Linked DNA regions of Danio rerio: region 1 is linked to region 2. The links are chromatin contacts, called in public Hi-C maps. All regions are on one chromosome and are shown on one strand. Each heading gives the region's core, a stretch centred on a gene start, on an enhancer-like site or on the middle of the called end of the contact. The rest is flanking DNA. Distances are from core to core; before and after follow the strand shown.

Region 1 (6,450 bases), core at 2,013-4,512, 46 kb after region 2:
ACCACTTCCAAAAATAGTGGGGGTTGGGAGTCATTGGCATTGTTATATTGGGGGTCCCGGGCTGAAAGTTTGAGAACCCCTGCCGTGCTGTACCACTCAGTGGTAATGGACCATGAAAGATTTGTTCGAAAAAAGCATAATAGTTCACGAACGACCCATCTCGATTTCTAACATGCCTCCCAATGTCCATTTTTACAGGGCCGTCACCAAGAACCTCTTCAACCCTCACTTTGGCAGCATATTCCGTACCTGCCACAACCCGACCTACTTCTCCCGCCGCCTGTGCCGATTCTCAGACCTGTACATGGCCTCTATCAGCTGCTTGCTCAACTATGACCTCTCGTACACGTTCTACCCCCGCCGGACCCCCCTGCAACACGAAGCACCCCTCTGGATGGACCAGCTCTGCACTGGCTGCATGAAGACGCCCTTCTTGGAGGAAATGGCCCATATTCGCTAAAACCCCCACCAAAGGTGCAAATCTGAACTGAAAAGTGAATGAGGGTTGTGTCTCTTTGGCAATGGAGACGTGGCACTTTCTGCGCTAACACCACATGCAACGGGGCCACCTGCTGGATGTTATGTTACAATGCATCTCAACGTTCTCAAGCCTTGGACGGTGAAAGACAAAGGCTTGTCGATGGATTCGTCCTAATGTTCTTACCTCCTAATTTTTTTATTTACATTTGATGCTGTTGCATTATGTCTTACTAAACATAGTGTTGAGTGGTTTACAGTTCTCTCTCTTTTGTTTTGGTTTTGTAGATTAACCCTGTCGTCATGAGTGCTGTAGTCGCATCAGAGTGATGTTTGTATTAACATGAGTCATGATAACAGAATGGATACAAATAGACTATACTTGGGGTACCCAGATGTTTTTCAACTCTGGTTAGGCCAAAGTATTGCGCCGCTGGCCAAAAATGCACAATAAGAGTTACAAATACAGTAGGTCTGATTCCATGTATGATTAGGTCAAATAGCTTCTTAGATTTGGTGTCGTCATGTTACTTAATCTTTACACTACAGGAATAATGTAGCCTAGACTCGATTGTTTTTTAAACATGAACTCATAATGCCAGTTGCCGCAGCTTTTTATGATTTTTGTTTATAAATCACAGCTGTTTTTACATACATGGAAGCTCCTGGTGGGCGAAACCAAATGCTGTTGTTGTTTTTGACCTTGCCGGGCCTCACTGTTTGTGGCTTTAGACTAAGCTTCTGTACAATCAGAGCATTGTTTGCTTACATTTAAGTCTGTGAATAGCTATGCTGCTAAATTCGGTTTTCCAGGAACAAGAAAGATGTCATCTTTTTGTATGTACGTGCTCTACAATTTATAAAATCAAATAAAAGGCTTTGTATTAATAGTGTTGATTCTCCTTCACTAAACATGCCAGATTTATTGCCATGGCTTCTGTGTACAGTTTTTGGTCTCTTATATCCCAATTTAATACAATTTTAATTGCTAGAAACATTATATGCTGCATTCTTGATTTATTTTTATTATATTTTAAGAATTTCCTCTGGTCTCAATTAAATGTACAGCTAATTATTGGCATAATGAAAACTAAAACTAATATAATGACAAAGGGCATAGATGGAAATATTATAGGGCTAAGGAAAGATCCTAGAGGCAACCATATTAATATCTATCTACTGGTAAATCTGATGTGATCTGTAGAGTAAAATACAGCACTGCAATCTTGAAAAAACTGAACCTAATATGAATTGGTGCTCAAGAAACATTTATTACTATCAGTGTTTTTTATGCTTAAAGGGATAGTTCACCCACAAATAAAAAATCTGGCATTATTTACGCATCCTCCACTTGTTCCAAACTTTGAATTTCACACATAGGTTTTTTCAAGGATTAGCCATGTGAATAAAAGCTTTTTAATATTTTTTTTTCACATTTTTCGAGGGCCTTGTACTGATTTTTGCTCTTTAATAAAACATACATTGATCAATCTTGAAAATTACTAGTCTCTGACTTTCAATGTTTATCATGTTTTTTTCGATGGCTGTCAATGGCTACAAGTTTCCAACATTTTTCAAAGCATCGTTTTTTGTTTTAAAAAGATAAATAAACTAATGGTTTGGTAAAAAGTAAGATTTTTTCCCAGAGGTGGGTTGCGGCTGGAAGGGCATCCGCTCTGTAAAAACTTGCTGGATAAGTTGGTGGTCCATTCCGCTGTGCCGACCCCGGATTAATAAAGGGACTAAGCCGACAAGAAAATGAATGAATGAATGAAAAGTAAGATTATGAGTCAGTTTTTATTCTTAGGTCTCAATAGAAAAAGACTTCACAAAATTAAAAAAGCTTTAAAATCAAAGGTTAATTAAATATGGTGGAAGTTTTAAATACAGTATGTTTAAATAACAGAGAATATAAATTTGAGGGACATATATCCTCACAGAAATATCGAAATCAAAAATGTATCTAAAGTGCGGGAAAGAAGTTTGTGGTGGTATGAAATATCTTTCGTTTAAAATAAGTTGTTATTTTTTCAAATTGCCAACATTTTCATCAAAACTTTAGAAAAATATATATATGGACATAGTGCTTCACGATATTAAAAGTGTTTACTAAAAATATATATGGACATAATGCTTCACGATATTAAAAGTGTTTACTATACTTTTGGGCCAAACAAAGGCAGCCCGAGAGCGTAAGAAACATTTGAAGAAAAAAAATGAGCCAGAAATGTTTGAAAATACGCGCACGTCTCCTTTTTGTACAATTATAAGGTCTGAATCTGCCTGAGACGCGCAGCTGCTCAGTAGCGCGCCGTGATCGTATAGTGGTTAGTACTCTGCGTTGTGGCCGCAGCAACCCCGGTTCGAATCCGGGTCACGGCAAATATACAGAGCAAAGCATTCGTTTTCATATTGCTGTGGCTGATACATTTTACAATACAATATAACGTATACTATACATTAAACGTATTCATTTTAATATATACAAATGTAATAACTTAGTCTTAGACTTATTAACGTTATATTAATTTGCCCAAATACATTCATCATAATTTAAATAACGCATTATTTGGAATGAAATCGCTTTAAATCACCAACAGACATTTGTTCAGTCGTTAATTCTAATTTTCATAAGATTTTTGTTTTTTTCCTCACATAGATCGTTCATTCCTTCATGAATCCAATGATGTAATGCAAATGTGTCGTCATATCCTGTTGTTTCAAAACGTGAAAGCCTTCGGTATGGATATAGTCGTTAGTGTCTGTATTTATGGATCTACATAGACGAAACACTGATTATCAGATACCTGAATTATCATTAAAATAGATATGTATTATACAAGAAACACCTCTAGCTTTGCTTGCAGCGAGGCTTTTATTTTGAAACGTGTCAGCAGGATGTCGGTTGTTTTTGAGTGTCTTGTTAGAGGAGTTTTCATTGAACCTGCCAAAGCAGTAAGAGAGGGGAGAACGGGTACCCGCATCCATTGTTATTTTACTTTCATTTTTTTCTTCTGGATGACAACATCCCATCTTTGAACGAGACCATTAGAGCGGACTACCCACCATGTCTGTTGAGGAGGAGAGGGGGGTAGTTCGTGTCAAAGTCAAGGTGAGGAATTTTGGGGAGCGAGCGGCAGGTAGAAACCCCAACCACACACACACACACACACACACACACACACACACACATCAACACGGCGGGCAGGATGAAAACACAGTAACACACAGCGGTCCTGTCAGGCCACGAGTGTCTGGTTTCACGTCTAACGTTATCGTTCGTCTGTCGTGGGGAATTGTTGTTTGTTCATCAGCCCTAGTCTTCACGTCCGTCGCTTTTTCTTCGTTGGCATCTTTGTTGTTTACGAATCGTGACCGCATCATAAAAATATGTTTTACAGTACAGTACGATCAGAACAATTATAATTACTATATTATTTGAATTATCATGCGATATTTTCGTGAAATATATTTTCATTTCGAAGTAACGGTTCAGTTTTTTCATCGTTGTTGTTTTTGTGTCCAAATGTAACCGTTTATAAACGGTCTATAATTAGATGCTTATTTGCGTAAAAAAACTTGTCGCACAAATACAGTGGTCAGCATGTATAAGTACACCTCTGACATATCTTTTAAAATTATATTTTTAATAGGAAGCTATACAGTATTTGTGCTTGTACATTACATTAGTCAGTGCTGAAGCCAATCAGGAGCTTATCTAACAAAATAATTTACGATGACTGTCCAAAAACTAGTACACTGAAATTTAAATGGTATAGAAAAATATTAAATACAATTTTGTAAAAGAAGAAAAATCAAGAGAAACAAATATTTGAAAAATTGAGTTGACATTTTGTCAATATTTTGCATGAATTTAATTGTATTATCTTTCATGTTTAGTGTCTAAATAGTATTTTAATAAATATATATGTTCTTTAAATCTGTTTTTTTTTAATGCACCAAAATACATTGCCTAATTTCACTGAGAAATGATAATATTAATTTTCAAAATGGGGAGAACTCAATTATGCTGAGCACTGTATATACCGCTGACTTGCTTGACCGTGAGTCATATTTGCTCTGGAGTGTCACATGATCAACCTGAATCCTCTTGCTTCAGTATTTCAGTCATTTCTCGGGTGTTCAGTCAGATTTAACGTATACAAAAAGTGTTGTTTATGCTTTTGAAAGCTGTATGGCTGTTGTTTCAGATGCAGGGCTTTGAGAACCACTAAAATAAAATACAGAGCCACTTTATAAAAAAAAGCTTTATTCCTCTTCTGCTTCAAGATCAGTAGTGTCAATATAATTCAACAAAGGTTTCTATGTTTTGTAAAAAGATTTTAAAGACCCTTTTAATGAAAACCATTTTTTTCCCAACTTTAAACACTAAAAACTGTCTTTTATCCATCTGTCATATAAAGGTGGAGATGTTTGTTTCCACTTCAGGAGAATAGGCCTCCTAGCCAATAATGAGGAGAAAGCAACAACGTTCTGTGTTGTTAAAGACAAATTTGTCCCAAAAAAGGAGTTCCGAATACTGCTGTTAGAGGGTTTGGAGTGACTGATATGTTAAAGTTTTTTTTCAAAAGTGTCAAATATTTTAGACCAAAACATTGTTAATCTTGGACATGATCAAAACATGTGTGTGTGATTTGCTGTAGATTGTTGACCCTTATTACAAGTATTAATTCTATTTGGTGTATTTTGGCTAATCTGGCATTAGTGTGGTGTGCTCTGTAAAAATTCTTGCATTGCATTAAACTGTGTCGGGCACATATAGAAGAACTGTGTACAAAATTGAGTATATAATCCCCTTCTATTTCACTGATGGTGATCCATCTGTTTCTTTAAGATGGCTCTTTCACGTGCAGAATTTAGGTCAGTGAATTTTCAGTTTAATCACAGTGAAATTTTGATTAATTAAAGAGCTCCTGTACGACACCTTTTCTTGAGTCACTGTTTTTGAGAGGTAGAACAAAAGCTTAATTGTCTTTAATTTTAAAGTCTAGAGATGACCATTATTTTAAAACAAGTTTTCAAAAATTACATCTGTAATATTTTGTTTACATTCTGTAAATAAATACTCATTTAAATTCTTTATTTTGGCCTAAAATGCTAGTCTGTTTAGTACAGAGATGTCCAAACTGGGCCTTGCGGGCCAAAGTTGGCCCATGGTAACCTTTGATTTGGCCCACCATTCCAACTGATATGAGAAGGAGAATGAATGGGACCTTTGGGGAGAAAAAGCTCAACTTGTGTATTTGGCATTTTGTAATAAAAAAGATTTTGTTTTTACTGACAATTTAATATATGAAGGTCCAATTCAGTTTTCATTAGTGAATGTGGCTTTCTCAGTAGTCATTAAGATGTTTCTGACGGTGACCCATGTTTAGTCTGTGTTGTTATAAGGACTGAACAATATATCGTTTCAGTATCGGTACTGCACTATGCGTACCCGCGATAGTCACATCACAGGATGTGCAATGTCAAACTGGTATCATAAAGGACACATTGCTACATTTGAAAGCACTAGTGATTTGTCATTGCAATGTTTAACCATAACAGTACCAAAACATTTATTATTTATGTGTGTTTTAAAGGCCAGTGACTGTGTGGGCATTTTTTTAAGTCAGTTTAAAATATACTGGCATAGAAAATTATGCTTTCAACTTTAAGAAAGATGAATTGTATTTATGTAAATATGCAATGGAAACTACAATGTTATTTTACATTTTGTTATTACATTTGATAAACTAAATGTTGCTGAAAATTACACTGAGCATTTTATTTGTAGCATATCGTTGCTTTACTGTATTTATCAATGTTTCTGATTGATTTATTATGATGCTCTACCTTATAAAATCAGCCCAGTGTATCTAAAATTCTGAATACCTTTCGATTAGACCTATTCATTTCATCTGGTGAAATTATACTCAATATCGCAATATATATCGTAGAAAAATAAAGTAT
Region 2 (7,141 bases), core at 637-3,136:
AATCACACTGCGAGACTTCTTCCTCTGTATTTTTATCTGGTTTTCCAGTGCAAATATAATATTTTTTACATCAAGATACTTTCACTTGGAATCAAAATGACAGTAGATAAGAAACCTTGTTTTCTGATTTTTAAATCCAAATTAATCAAGCTTCCCATTAAAACAAGAACACATATCAGTCAATGGGATCAGTAAAATAAACTTACTTCAAATGGAAAAGTAATTTAAACCTCACTGACAAATTTTTGTTTATCTTTCAAACATAAACTCATTTCAATTTTCAGAAAACAATTGCGTCTTAAGTAATAGTACATAGATTCATAATAGATCACATTTTTTATTGGAAAACAAAATTACTAATGAAGATATAGTTTTTGCAATGCATGCAGTATTTATTTACACAGATTTATGCATGTAAGACCTTCTGTTCTGACTTAAGATTTAACAACTTTAAGATTTAAGCTTTAAGTTTAACTTTTTAAGACCCGCAGAACACTTGAATTGCATGTGAATTGAATTGCACTTGAAAAGCTTTGCAGTTACAGTTGTGATGGGCTCAGTGGGATAGCAAAGTGTCCGCTGGGTGTTTAAATGACTCCCAGCAGGTGAACATCCGTGTATTGTTTACCTACTGTTTCATGAATACTTTGTAATAGGACAATCTACTCATTTGACATATTGAGTTTCATACAGTATATTTTGATAAATGATGCTAATAGTAAATAAATAGGAATTTTTTTGTTCTCTGATTTAACTTTGTAGAAGAGTAACTGAGTAATTGATGCCCCTTTTCCCTGAATACACAACATAGTTGCTCTTTAAAAGTCTTTACTGAATAAATCCTCGTGGCCAACCTCTCACGATTCAACGTGGTGCACTGTGTACCCTCACACATTGCGTAACAATTTTTGGATGGTTTGAATATTTTTAGCTCTTTATACACTACTTGGTTTTGAAAAGACTTCAGTGTATCAGAAGAATGATCAAGGTGTAATCGCAATTCCTACAAGGAACTCACCAAAGAGTGGAGAGAATGAGAAAACACTGCATGTTGACAAGTTACCTGTTAATCAAGTTATTTTTCTTACATTGTCATAGGGGTTTAGCTTTAAAGAAACATTCCACACATCAAATCTTTTCAAAACAAACCCAATACAAAGAAATAGTTGCTTGTCCAAATTGTGCAGATATTTTTTTGGGTGGGTCCGGCAACATTCAACAAAAAAAAACTCATAAGACATAGTGAGAGGCTTAACATATGCTGTCTTAAATTTGCAACCATGTATCTCCAAGACTAAATCAACTGGTGGCCTTTTATATCTGGCTCTAGTCCTGCAATTGGACATATGATACCAGCAAAACGTCATTTACAGTGTGCATAAAAAGATTTTCCTCTGCAGCTCACACACACTTTCTCTATTATTCTGTCACATATAGCCTTTTCTTTACCACACTGTGGAGTGAACGACAAAAAAGGCACAATCAAACGAAAATCTCACTAATCTAAACAAATCTTCTAGATACAAAAAAGCCACTTAAAAGTGTAATTAATTGGAATCAAAGAGAAATTTGTTTAACAGTAAAACAAGCTTGTTAATACACAATGAAACTGTAATTATGTTAACCAAACTCTTCTAAGCCATTAAGCCTTTACTGTCAACCGCAGTTTGATTTTTATATCCATGTGCTCAAGCAAGACAAGAGATCTACAGAAAAGAAAAACCCTTCTCACCTTTTTAAATGGCTGTTGTTGTTGTTGTTGTTGTTTTCTCAAATGTAGTGCTGCTGAAGCATTCTCTGAGAGATTTTCTTGGTTGAGGTGTTGCGTTTTTATCCCAGTTGTTAAAAGGTTTAAGTAGAGCCCAAGAGAGAAAGAGAGAAAGGACGGTGTGGTTCTTCTGAAGAGAGTAAGGCAGGAGGCAAGGGTGGGAAGCACATGGAGAAAAAAAAAGGGAGGGAGGCAGCTTCTCAATGCAGTCTCGAATTACATGTGATGTCACGTACAACACAAGCCACTGTTGAACTCTCTTAATGCAGACAACAGCTTTCCATTTATTAGCTCTTTGACATGGGTTCGTCTCTCATTCAGCAAACTGATGGAATGGCATGCAGTCCAAAATGAAGACATATTTTCAGCTGGAAGAGTTCAAACTCTGAATTAAATGGGTAAAGGTGGGTTTGGAGATTTGAGGTTTCTCCCTTCCCCCGTTTTCTTGGAGGGCTTCATGGAATTATGGTCACAAGTTGTAGTACAGTGCTTAGCATGATTGAGTAAATCCCATTTTAAAAATAAATATTTTTATCAATTTCTCAGAGAATATCGGCAATGTATTTTGATGCATTTAAACAAAACAGTTTTATTAAACAGATATATTTATTAAAATAATATTTCAGTCACCAAACATTTTTAGAAATTGAACAATAATACAATTAATTTAAGCAAAATGTTGTAAAAATAAATTACAAACTACAAAATTTCAAATAAATTTTTCCTTTTTTCTTTTCTTGATTCTTCCTCTTTTTTAAATTTGTATTTAATATTTTTCTGTAACCTAAATTTGGGTGAACTAGTTTTTGGACCGTTATCGTAAGTTATTTTGCTCCAGATTTGGCTTCAGTATTGACTAATCTGATGTATATGCACACATGGAATATTGTAGACCTTCCTATTAAAAATATGAATTTAAAAGATATATTTGTGAGGGGTGTAATTATGCTGAGCACTGTATAAACGTACATGTACTTTTTTTTCTATTACCAGGGAATATTTAAATAGGGTTTTAAGATACATCTTCTTTCCCAAGTTATGTTATATTATTATATGAACAATGGGTTTTGTGGCTAAGGAATGTACTAAGAAGATTATAAGGAATTCTTGAGCAGGAAAATTGATCCTGTTCATATACGAGGAGATTACTTTCAACAGCATAAGAAATGGTCAATGAGTTCAGAAGCTTTTATGGTTTATATTACTAGAATATCAAGACTTGTGTTAAAAAAAATTCTAAAAATTAAACACTTGCTTAGTTTTTTTATTAACTTCAACCAAATTATATGACAAAAAAAAGGTTTTTTAATCTTTGAGATGTGATTGTGATAGAGCACAGAGATTTAGAGAATGTGGATCCAGATTTTGTTATAAATTGATATTCTGAATAAAAATAAATGTACTAAATAATTTATTCACAAATGCAAAGTTTTTAAAAATATAGCACCGCAGTCTAAACGGGTAGTTCATCCAAAAATAGAAATTACCTCATTATTTAATTTCCCTCATGTGATTTTAAACCGAAGAATTTCTTTCTTCTGTTGCACACAAAATGAGATAATTTGAAGAACATTGGTTGCTGGTTCCCACCAATTTCTAAAGTAGGAAAACAAATTACTATTGAAGTCAATGGGTGCCAACTACCAGCATTTATCTAAATATCCCTTTAATGTATTTTAAAATGAGCTATGCTAACAGTGCAAATAATTTATATGAATTGCTCTTGTTTATGTGTTGTTGTATGTATTAGGTGTCCGTAAGAAGTTAATGTCTGTTTTACTAAACTTATTGTTAATGTTTAACTGCAAAACAAAGAAAAAGTTGTCTTAAAAGTTAAGTTCATTCAAAAGTGATAATTCAGTCATTATTTATACACGCATGTGCAACTCCTGGGAACACAAAAGGCAAATGTCTGGGGTGTAGGAAATGAAAACACTGTTACAATATCATAATTTCAATCTCTATTTAAATAACCAAAGCGTATGACTTAACACACTGAAACAGTAACTCTGCACATATGATGATGTGTGAACGCATTGAGTAAAACTGACCTTGGTGATCCAAAATGTATTGGTGCTATGTCACATGATAAATCACCATATGTTGTGTGCTTGAACTGTGCTTTAGGGCAAGAAGTGACTGAAAATACTTACATTTCAGTCCTGGGTTAAAGAAGCAACATCTGTCTTTAGAAGATGTTGTAAATAAATAACAATGTTAGACTTTAGCATTTTTTATAAACCTGTATTGATCAAAGTGAATCAAGTAACAAACATACATTTTTGTAATGATTTAATACATTTAAATACATAAAACAAGTAAAAAAAAAATAGAAAAATATGGACTATTCTAAGGAATGAAGACAAGTCAGTCAACAATAAATTATTTAAACACTGCAGATTTGTAGCTAAATTAATAGTGCTGTAAGAACAGCATATTAAAGGACGCTGTGGATTAAAAAAAAGTCTTAATAGTTATCGTTTTACTTGGCTCCTTAAAGATTAACTACTATAAATCATTATACTCATATCCATGTCTCGAATCGTCTAAACACAGCTTAGTCTTGTACTGAAATTCCACACTAATAATATTAGTTTATAATTAGCTTCTGCTTTCTGATCAAGCATGTGTCACTAATACGACTGTTATGATCTGAATCATCTGATTTTCTCTCAAGCCCTACAAAAACATCTCAAACATTTCACTTTGGTCCTGGACAGCGCACGTGCTTACGCGTCGCTCTCGTCACGAGATCAAAACGCGCTCTGCCTGTCGGGAACTCGAGTTTTAAATGAGTAGTCCAGTACTGCTGTCTCAAAGCTCTAAAACTCCACGTCCCATGATACACTGCGTCGGACACTCCTAGGTAATGACTTCCTCTCCAGAAAAAGCTGATATTGAAGAGACAGACTGAAAAAAGCTATTATTTTGACACTCCGTTTTTGCTAAAGAATGCGGTGAAAAGTACTAAACGGCTCGTTTGACACTGCGTTTTGAAATGTAGCCATGGCAGCCGAACGGTCGTCCTGGTTTGCAGACCTGCACAGGCTGTAGTGAAAGCGATGCTGGGGGTTTGCTGAAGCCTTATGATATTCATTTGCCTTGTCCGCGGTGGGGCTTTAATATTGCTACGGAAGACAGTCGAGCAGCTTTATCTGATCTCGTTCCGTGATGGAAGAAGTCGATAGGATTTTAATTCACTCTCTAAGACAAGCGGGCACGTAAGTATCTCAGATCTAACAGGTCCCTTCAGTTGTGACAAGTCATTTCCTCTGTGCCTCAGTGGACTGATTTGTATCTTTGGACGGAATAAAGTTATTTTATGTTGACATATTTGTGTTTGTGCTCTTCCAGAGACATTGACGAGGATGTTCAGAGTGTGAAGCAGTTCACCAGTGAGCTGATCGTGGAGGCGGTGGTCAGATGCCTTCGGGTGATCGACCCAGCAGTGGGCAATGGCTTGTCCCACTCGCTGCCCCCTGGCATGTCTGCCCGCTTCAGACTGGGCATGAGCCTGGCACAGGCCTGTCAGGTGAGAGACACACGAAGCCTAGATGTCATTCTGTGTGCCTGAGTCATCTTGACCCCTCACATCTGACTGTCAGCTGATAATCATTGAAAATGCATTACTGGTGGTGAATCAGCTCTGCTCTTTGTAAGTCTGAACGATGGTGTTATTGTATAGAGTCTATCGACATTCATAGTAGATTAATATCATCTTTTAGGTAAATAAAGAATTTTTTAAACATTTGATGAAATATTAGTAGATTTTTTTTGCAAATGATAATTCATGAATGAATGAATCATTCAGATGACATTTATATGTGACACAAGAAAATGAATGTTTATTATTATAACATTGTTTCAATTATATCAGTAATGGATAATATTTGTCATTTTGTCTCATAAGTAGTATTACTAGACAGGCTTCCCTCTAGTTAGTTGGTTAACTTTTTTTTTGGGGGGGGGGGGGGGGGGGGGGGGGGGTTGGTTCATTTGCAGCTTACACTCACATAGACATCTGACAACTTCACATTTGGCATTTGTTTAAATAAATCATTTCAAATCCTTAAGTACCTTAGAAGACCTACTCTAAATAAATATCAAGTATACGGGCCATCAACTGCATCAACTCTGCTAGGCAATTATGAGACTGCTTTGGTTGGAAATAATAGGGCATGGGTAAAATGTTCCAGAAAAAAAGGTCACAAATGTCATCTGAATAAAAGCTCAGCAGATTGATTCAATTATGAATTATTAATCGCAAAACCACCCTTGTTAATTTTTTTTTAAAAGTCCATTGTTTACCTACAAGATAATTTTAATCTACTATGAATGTCAACACTATAACACCGTCATTTGGACTTCAGATACAGGCAGGTGTCCCTCTAGTTAGTTAGTTATCTTTGAGTCTCCGTAGGGGGATTTCATTTGCAGCGTCACAGAGACATCTGACAATTTCACATTTGCCATTTATATAAATAAATCATTTAAAAACCTAAAATACCATGGCAGCCCTGCTCTAAATAAATATTCATCAATTGCATCAACTCTACTTGGGTTGGAAATAATGGGGCAAGGGGAAAATATTCCATTAAAAAAGGCTCACAAATGTTATATAAAGAAGAAAAACTACAGATGTATAATTTCTAATATATTTATGGGTTCTATATGTAAGCCAGGTTCTGTTGATTTAGCCATGATCATGAATCTTTTGGTTTAACTGACACAATACAATACACACAATACAAAATTTCTAATGTAAAAATTAATAAAAATTAAATTTGTATTAGTCATCACCAGTAAAATGCCATTTAGTTGTACATAACTCAAACTAGATTAACCCAGATTAAAAGGCAGATTTTTATATATTTTTCTTATACATGAGATTGCACTGATAAGAAGTAAATATGCCTACATTAATAACTATTACCACATCAAATCAATTTTTTTGACTTTGTGCTTATGTCTTTGCCTTTTATGCTTAGGATGTTGGATTTAAAGGAGAAATTGGCTACCAGACATTTCTCTACAGCAATGAACCAGAGATACGCTCTTTGTTCATGTTTCTGGTTGAGAGGCTGCCCAGAGAGAGTGCAGAGGCCTCAGACCAGCCTGCAGGTACTTTTAAATACTGTTTTTACACTAGCATGCTTGGCATATACTCTGATATTAATATGAAATTCATACATGTATTTCTTTTTCTTCTGCTTCATCTTTTTTTAAAGCCCATAAATGTAATCAGCTAAAAATAATTAGATTTTCCACTAACGTCAGACTTCACTCGTGACATTTACTGGTCTTCTTCAGTCATTTAGTGCTTTCTTCAAATTGACCTTCAGATATGCCTGTGTCTGACCACTAAATCATGTA

What was found. Hi-C and Micro-C count contacts between places; a contact is called where the count stands out from the background.
Region 1: a contact with region 2 is called in a Hi-C map of hematopoietic stem cells, with 1.7 times the contacts expected there. The contact joins the promoter of tbc1d25 here to the promoter of slc38a5b in region 2. A contact is called at or near these places in 2 of 18 Hi-C or Micro-C datasets (embryo and hematopoietic stem cells) and 3 of 4 datasets of contacts at active chromatin or transcription factors (caudal fin, embryo and gastrula embryo).

What each region holds. Positions count from the first base shown.
Region 1 is chr8:25,550,012-25,556,461 of GRCz12tu, forward strand. It overlaps tbc1d25 (TBC1 domain family, member 25), which reads left to right and starts at 3,263. Exons shown (of 7, transcript NM_001128236.1): 1 at 3,263-3,589. The coding sequence starts at 3,545. trnah-gug (transfer RNA histidin (anticodon GUG)) reads left to right here and starts at 2,788; the gene lies at 2,788-2,859. nt5dc2 (5'-nucleotidase domain containing 2) reads left to right here. Exons shown (of 14, transcript NM_001077143.2): 14 at 199-1,365. The coding sequence ends at 460.
Region 2 is chr8:25,505,076-25,512,216 of GRCz12tu, forward strand. slc38a5b (solute carrier family 38 member 5b) reads right to left here and starts at 1,887. Exons shown (of 16, transcript NM_001002648.1): 1 at 1,733-1,887. It overlaps ccdc22 (CCC complex scaffolding subunit CCDC22), which reads left to right and starts at 4,608. Exons shown (of 16, transcript NM_001025485.1): 1 at 4,608-4,989; 2 at 5,123-5,300; 3 at 6,757-6,889. The coding sequence starts at 4,940.